Linked DNA regions of Capsicum annuum: region 2 is linked to region 1. The links are chromatin contacts, called in public Hi-C maps. All regions are on one chromosome and are shown on one strand. The core of a region is the stretch at or near the end of the contact, and the rest is flanking DNA. Distances in the headings are between cores, read along the strand shown.

The links. Hi-C and Micro-C count contacts between places; a contact is called where the count stands out from the background.
Region 2: a contact with region 1 is called in a Hi-C map of placenta, with 2.3 times the contacts expected there. The contact joins the enhancer-like site here to the promoter of LOC107863513 in region 1. A contact is called at or near these places in 2 of 5 Hi-C or Micro-C datasets (leaf and placenta).

Annotation. Positions count from the first base shown.
Region 1 is chr2:127,837,342-127,841,056 of UCD10Xv1.1, reverse strand. It overlaps LOC107863513 (receptor-like protein kinase HSL1), which reads left to right and starts at 1,733. Exons shown (of 2, transcript XM_016709451.2): 1 at 1,733-3,715. The coding sequence starts at 1,899.
Region 2 is chr2:127,873,878-127,877,556 of UCD10Xv1.1, reverse strand. No RefSeq gene overlaps it. Among protein-coding and RNA genes, the nearest start is that of LOC124896005, 7.4 kb to the left of the region's middle. Within about 2 kb of position 1,851, at least 5 of the 5 cell types and tissues checked have an H3K27ac peak or open chromatin away from gene starts, as enhancers often do. A contact at or near this core is called in leaf, where this site is marked.

The DNA.
Region 1 (3,715 bases), core at 484-2,983:
AAAGTATAAATTTGAACATGTGCACATATGTTATGACTTTGCCACAACTTCAATAAAATTGAAGTGAGATCCAATTTTGAAGGATTAAATTTTAAGTCAGAAATACATAAACACAGGTCAAAGTCTAACACATGAGGAGATTTTGCTGATATCCTAAGTTATTTATATGGATAATAATATATTTGGGAATTTTGAATACATTTAATCAAGTTGACATGAGAAAATATATATGTCGTGATTTATACTCTTAACAGCTGCGATTTTTCATCAAATATATATATATATATATATATATATATATATTTAAAAGTTACATTAATTTACAGAATGATAGGCTTATGATATTATAATTTCCACAACCTTTATTGCTTGCTGGGAATTTGTTCAAACGATGCTTGTTATCCAAGTTATAAGACTCCTAAACACTTCAATACAAAATGAATCAAAATTAGTCGTATTCAATATTTACATCAAATCGTACTAGTTTAATGAAGCTAGGTAATAAATCAAGATAAAAGTATATCGATTGACTATGAATATTTGATCCAGAAAATTTATTCAATTTTTTTATCAGTACCCACTAGTCATTTACTTGATAATATGAAACCATTAAACTCATTCGAAATTATTGTGAGCCATATTTGACGAAAATGAAAAATAAACAAGGTTTTAACCAAAAAAAAAAATGGACAAAAAAAAGGGACTAGCTTTATTTGCATGTTCTTATGAAAAGTAACTTTGATTTAGGTTTTAAGGTAAGATTAAAAAGTTGAATCCATGTCACAAAAATAATAGTATCTTAATTAAAATTGGACCCACCCCATACAGCATGATAGTTCATGCTACAAAAATTGTGGTGTTCCCGCGATTAGTTATTGTAGCACAAAATGAATTAATTAAATTCTGCATCATTATTTAAAAAATGTTAATACCTTTATTAGAGTATTGAACAGTAAATCCTCTCTCCGTCTATCTTTACATATTTAGTATATTAAAAATAGTTATCTAACTTTATTTATTTAATTTGAATATTTAAAAGATAATTATTATCACATTATGTCTATTTTACCTTATTAGTAAAAATTATTTATTTCTCAATATTTATGACCTATAATTAATGAGTAATATAATAAAATTATTCATTTATTTATTGCTTCTTTGACAAATTAAACATGGACACCATGATAAATAAAGATAGACAAGAAGAAAGTAAATATTATGCATAATACATGAATGCATCTTTTAATTTGACCTCACCTATATTTAGGCCTTCAATTTTAAATGTGCACAAAATATGTGCTTACACTTGTATAAAGTCAATTAAACAAAAAAAAAATCATATCTAACATCTTGTGACAACGCGCATCTTACATATATTATGTTATATAAAATATATTTACTTATCCACTTTTATATAATTTAAATTTCTATTTATACACGTCCATAAATTAAAAGAACGTAAATATTAACTGAAGTGAAAGACTCAAATAAAGAAAACGGTTATGTATTACGCCTAAATATTAACTCAGACAACTAGCATACTGTACCCATCCCATGTAGATAAAACCCATTTTTTGATGCAATTTTATGTACTCATAAAAAAACATAACAAAAGGGAAAAAAAACACCAAAAAAGAAGAATAAAAAACATAATTATTTCCATATTCAAAAAAATATTTGAAAAAGGACAGTATATCACATCACCTTCATCTCCATATAGTAGTTCACTCTATATATAAAAATGAATTTCACTATAAATGTCTATCTCGAAAAACTTACTAACATGTCTTAGTCAGCTTTTACTACTCCCTTTTCCCAAAAAGAAAAATTCACTCTTTCCTCTTTCTTCTTCTTCTTCTTCTTCCTTTGTTCTTTCTTGATCCTCATAAACCCCAAAAATGACATCTTCAATTTCAATAATGTTTCTTCAAATATTGTTTACTCTTTTTCTCCCTGCTTTGGTTTTCTCTCTTAACCAAGAAGGTCTCTATTTACACAATGTGAAACTTGGATTTGATGACCCTGATAATGTTCTGTCTAACTGGAATGAACACGATGATACCCCATGTAACTGGTTTGGTGTTTCATGTGACCAGTTAACTATGTCTGTTACATCATTGGATTTGTCTAATGCTAATGTTGCTGGTCCTTTTCCTTCTTTGCTTTGTCGGTTGAAGAAGCTTCGCTACATTTCGTTGTACAACAATGAAGTTAATACTACTTTGCCTGAAGATTTTTCTGGGTGTGAAGTATTGGAGCATCTTGATTTGGCTCAGAATTTCTTGGTGGGTACACTTCCGGCGAGTGTAGCTGAGCTGCCTAACTTGAAATATCTTGACTTATCGGGGAATAATTTTACCGGCGATATTCCGGCGAGTTTTGGTACTTTCCGGCAGCTTGAGGTTCTTGGGTTAGTTGGGAACTTGCTTGACGGGACTATACCAGGTTTTTTAGGGAATGTTACGACGTTAAAGCAGCTGAATCTGTCGTACAACCCGTTTTCTACGGGTCGGATCCCGCCGGAGCTGGGTAATCTGATGAATCTCGAGGTGTTGTGGCTTTCCGACTGTAATTTGATTGGTGAAGTTCCTGATACGTTGGGAAAGTTGAAGAAGATTGTGGATTTGGACCTTGCTGTAAACTACTTGAATGGGCCGATACCAAGTTGGCTCACTGAGTTGACTAGTGCTGAACAAATTGAGCTGTATAACAACTCGTTTACCGGCGAGTTACCGGTGAATGGGTGGTCGAAAATGACGGCGTTGAGGCGAATTGACGTTTCGATGAACGGGGTTACTGGTACGATTCCGAAGGAGTTGTGTGAGTTGCCACTTGAGTCGCTCAATCTTTATGAGAATCAAATGTTTGGTGAATTGCCACAAGGCATTGCAAATTCGCGGAATTTGTATGAGTTGCGCCTTTTTCACAACCGTTTTCATGGGAGTTTGCCTAAAGAGCTTGGAAAGAATTCACCGTTGTTGTGGATTGATGTGTCGGAGAATGAATTTTCTGGTGAAATTCCAGAAAATTTGTGTGGGAATGGGTTCTTGGAGGAGCTTTTGATGATCGGTAACTTACTTTCCGGTGAAATACCGGTGAGTTTGAGTGAATGCAGGAGCTTACTGCGGGTGAGACTGGCTCACAACCAGTTATCTGGTGATGTTCCGGCGGGGTTTTGGGGTTTGCCACACCTTTCCCTGCTTGAGCTCATGGACAATTCACTCACCGGGGATATTGCGAAGACTATAGCTGGTGCGTCAAATTTATCAGCTTTGATTTTGTCCAAGAACAAATTTTCGGGTTCCATTCCTGAGGAGATTGGTTCATTGGAGAATCTTCTTGATTTTGTTGGTAATAATAACCAGTTTTCTGGGCCTTTGCCTGCAAGTTTGGTGATTCTTGGACAATTGGGAAGGCTGGATCTTCACAACAATGAGTTAACTGGTAAGCTTCCAAGTGGGATTCATTCTTTGAAGAAATTGAATGAATTGAACCTGGCAAACAATGATCTTTCTGGAGAAATCCCCAAGGAAATTGGGAGCTTGTCTGTTTTGAATTATCTTGATCTATCAGGGAACCAGTTTTCAGGGAAAATTCCAGCGGAGTTGCAGAATTTGAAGCTCAATCAGCTGAACTTGTCGAACAATGACCTTTCGGGTGATATCCCCCCTGTTTATGCAAAAGAAATGTATAAGAGTAGCTTTTTGGGGAATGC
Region 2 (3,679 bases), core at 602-3,101, 36 kb before region 1:
CCACTTTGTAATATACTATATATAGAACCACTTAGGGTTTCATTCATCAGTTATTTATGATATTTTGAGAGTGTGTAACACAAGTCCTCTCTTCTCTAAGCAGCAAATCCGAAATTAGGTGAACACCAAGCATGGAATCACTTGTGTTTTTTGTTATTGGCTTGGAACGTTGGGTGCTTGGGAGATTGAGGTCCCTCTTGTGTCCACGAAGAGTATAGGTGTTCTTGTTACATGTTTCTAAGGGTTTAGGTGTTTAATACACACCTTAGTTCTTAGGCCTTGTAATAATATATGTCTCACTTTCTATCTTTACTTTTGTTGTTGTTATCTTGTGTAGTGGATTGTTTTGGGTCCTTTATTGAATCTGAAACTTGTGTTATTGCTGTTCATCTTGTTCTTCACGTTATTGTTTTGTTGTTGGCTGTTTTGGTGTGAAATACACCATTTTTATTTTGTATTCTTGTTGTATTTGTTCTTTGAACTTGTGGATTGTTTTGGTGTATGTTTTGTGCCTTTTCCTGTATTTTTACGTATTTATCGTATCATCTAACTGGCCCCCCATCCCACCCTATGGCATACCCCTTTCCCAAAAAGTTATTTTTTTAAAAAAATATATATATTCTTTAAAAAAGTCTTACCTCAACCCCATCCTAACCTCCGATCCCCTACCCCACACCCCTCCCCAAAAAATAAAATTTTATTTTTAAAAAAATTAAATTCAAAAATTTTTTTTTACCCCACTCTCGCTATCTATCCAACTTCCCAATCTTATTCAAATTTATTTTCTTGAGTTAGATTTACTAGAAGTAAATATAAATATGTTAGTAGAGGGTCTGAGATTAGTTGAAGATCGTCATCTCACGCCTCTCAAAATCAACATAGACTTCAAGGAAGTAATAACCATGCTGAAATTCGATAACTTACTCTATGATGATTTACTTGATGAATGCAGGTCAAGAATAAGAAGATTAGGGAGGTTCCAGATAAACCAGAATGGAGTAGCAGACGCTATGGCTAAGCCAGGAGCAATGACAGCTGATCTGCAGGAGACATCCATTTTTGTTGTTCCACCAATGTGTGCTCAGAAAGAGGTTTGGACGGGTATAACTGAAACTTATTTAGAAAGATTTTTCAACATTTTTTTAACAAGTACTAATATTGATGGCTCCTCTTGTTTTGTTTTGCAATCAGATTGAGCAAAATCCGATGTTTGTAATTAACTCTAACTTTTAATTCTCTTAATGCAGTTTCCATTAACCAAAAATCAAGAATTAGAGGAAAAAAATATAATTTATCTGAGATTTTTTTCTATGAAGAATTGGGGAAAGATAAGAAACGAGAGCGGTCATTGGGATGTAATATCAAATACACGAAAGACAAAAAAAAAAAGAAAAAAGAAAAAGGATCGGGAACTGAAATTAGTAGGGGCGAACCATTTAGTAATCAAATTTACGACTTGTTACTTCAAAAATTATTGAGTTCTTGTTGGGTTTCTTTATAGCTCAAAGTTGGTGGGTTGAAATTTTATTATTCCTCTGTTTTGAGCTAAAAATGTGAAAAAGAGGAAATCAAATCTGAAAATTTGTTACAGATCTGAAAGTTCGAATATGAAATTTGTGAGTTCAATTGAATGATTGCTTACATTTTAGGATATAACGCAGAAAAAAACAAGATGAAATTTGGTAGTAGATGGCATAGTAATAGCTATTCAATGATTTCATAAATTGTAGTAGAGAAGAAAATCTTTTGAAAAAAGAAAAAGAAAAAAAAAAAAAGAATATTTATACTAGACTTAGGCTTAGGGAGCGGTATGTGGGCCATCTTTATCGATGACTACAAAGTGAAATAATTTTGAACCGAAAGGCCATGTTGTGTACAATAACCCAAACTTGGGCCATTAATATTGAAAATGGCCAACCTGTGTCGTTTTTTCTTTTAATTCCACTAAATGATTCTTTCCTAACTTGGGTCATTTTGGTCAGGTTGTTCAGATACAATTCATATATTATATTGATACAATTCGTAAAAAAAATAGAGCAACGAATTTATGGGTAGAAATTGTATCATTATTGAATGAAATATGCATTTTTCTAATATGACCTGCATAGAATTTGTATCATTGTTATATAAAATATGAATATGTATAAGATGCACATAGAAGTTGTATCTTTATTGTATAGAATATGTATCGAATATGTATCAATGTTGTATGACACTGTCACCAAATGACTTGAAAATAAAATTAAAATTCAATCGCTATATTTTCGTGTTAATAATTTCAACTGAAATACTATTTGCATCGTTTTCCCTTAAACTTTTTTTTCAATTTTTCTGGTAACAAAATCAGGCCTACAAAGAATGATAGCTAGCCCGTTCCACATATGGGGTTAAAAACGGCCCAGTTACTAATATTTAGCCTTTTCCCTTTTATTTTTCTAAAAATTACATAAATACACAACTTATATTTTTAATATTAAAAAAAATTTCAACTTTCTAAACATATTACAAAAATCCCAACATATACACAGAATGCTATGTATATGTCGGCTATGTTATGTATATTAATAGGGAAAGAGAGTAAAGTAATTAAAAAAATGGGAGATGGTATAATTACTTTTAAAATATTGGTATTTATGTTATTTATACTTTATTTTATTTTTAAATATTTGTGGGTGTGTGTTTAGTAGCCAAATAATAGTAGAATGACGTGAAAATTACATGCAGTAACTTAAATGTAAAACATAAAGTTCGGAGAAGAAAATGAATCTAATCAATTAGCTCAACAACTTAAACATTTTATTATTTGTCATACAGAAAAGCTCCCCTACCCACTCTCCACTCTTCTATGGGCGGATCCATGCCAGTTCAGACATCAAGATGCTTAAGTTCCACATTAAAGCCAAAGCACCCAACAATCATTTTTGTCAATGGGTGCTCAACAATACATCATAATCAATTTTACTGTATTTTCTATATAAATATATAAATTTTTTACCGCGGTCAGTGGGTGCTTGCACAAGCACACGGAAAAGACTGCATGAATCCGGCCCTGCACTCTTTCTACTATTTATTAAAATAAAAGTATATTCTTTAAAGAATTAAATTAAGACTTTTTCATAGATATATCCAACAAATCCATGTCTAAATCTTCAGCATAGTTAAAAAGAATCAGTTCAAACGAAGTGGTTATATGTCATGTTTGATAATTATGCATGAGGGACCAGTTAACTCAATTTTGACCAGCAAATAGAAAAAAATTGAACAATTTAAAAGGAATTAATAAAACTCTAACTGAGAAGTGATGGTATACTGTGTTTACAATAAGATATATATACCTAATTAAATATTTTAAAGAAAACACTCGTAATATCCAAAGACCTTTAATGAATTTATTAATAAAACTTCAACATTATTTAGACATAATGGTAGACTTTTAATTTGATATCATAAAATTTAAAGGTGATGCAACAGCATAAACAAATTAAAAAAAATGAGGTCCACGAGTAGATAAGGTCATTATGTTGTCTATTAAACACCATATTTATAATAGGAATAATTGGTATTTAATTATTCTTTGAATTATACAAATGTATAACATATAGAAGAAGTTTTTATAGTAAACATCTTTTGGTTAGGTATTTGTTCACTGGTTGGAGGCAAAGAATTTTATGGTTTAAAG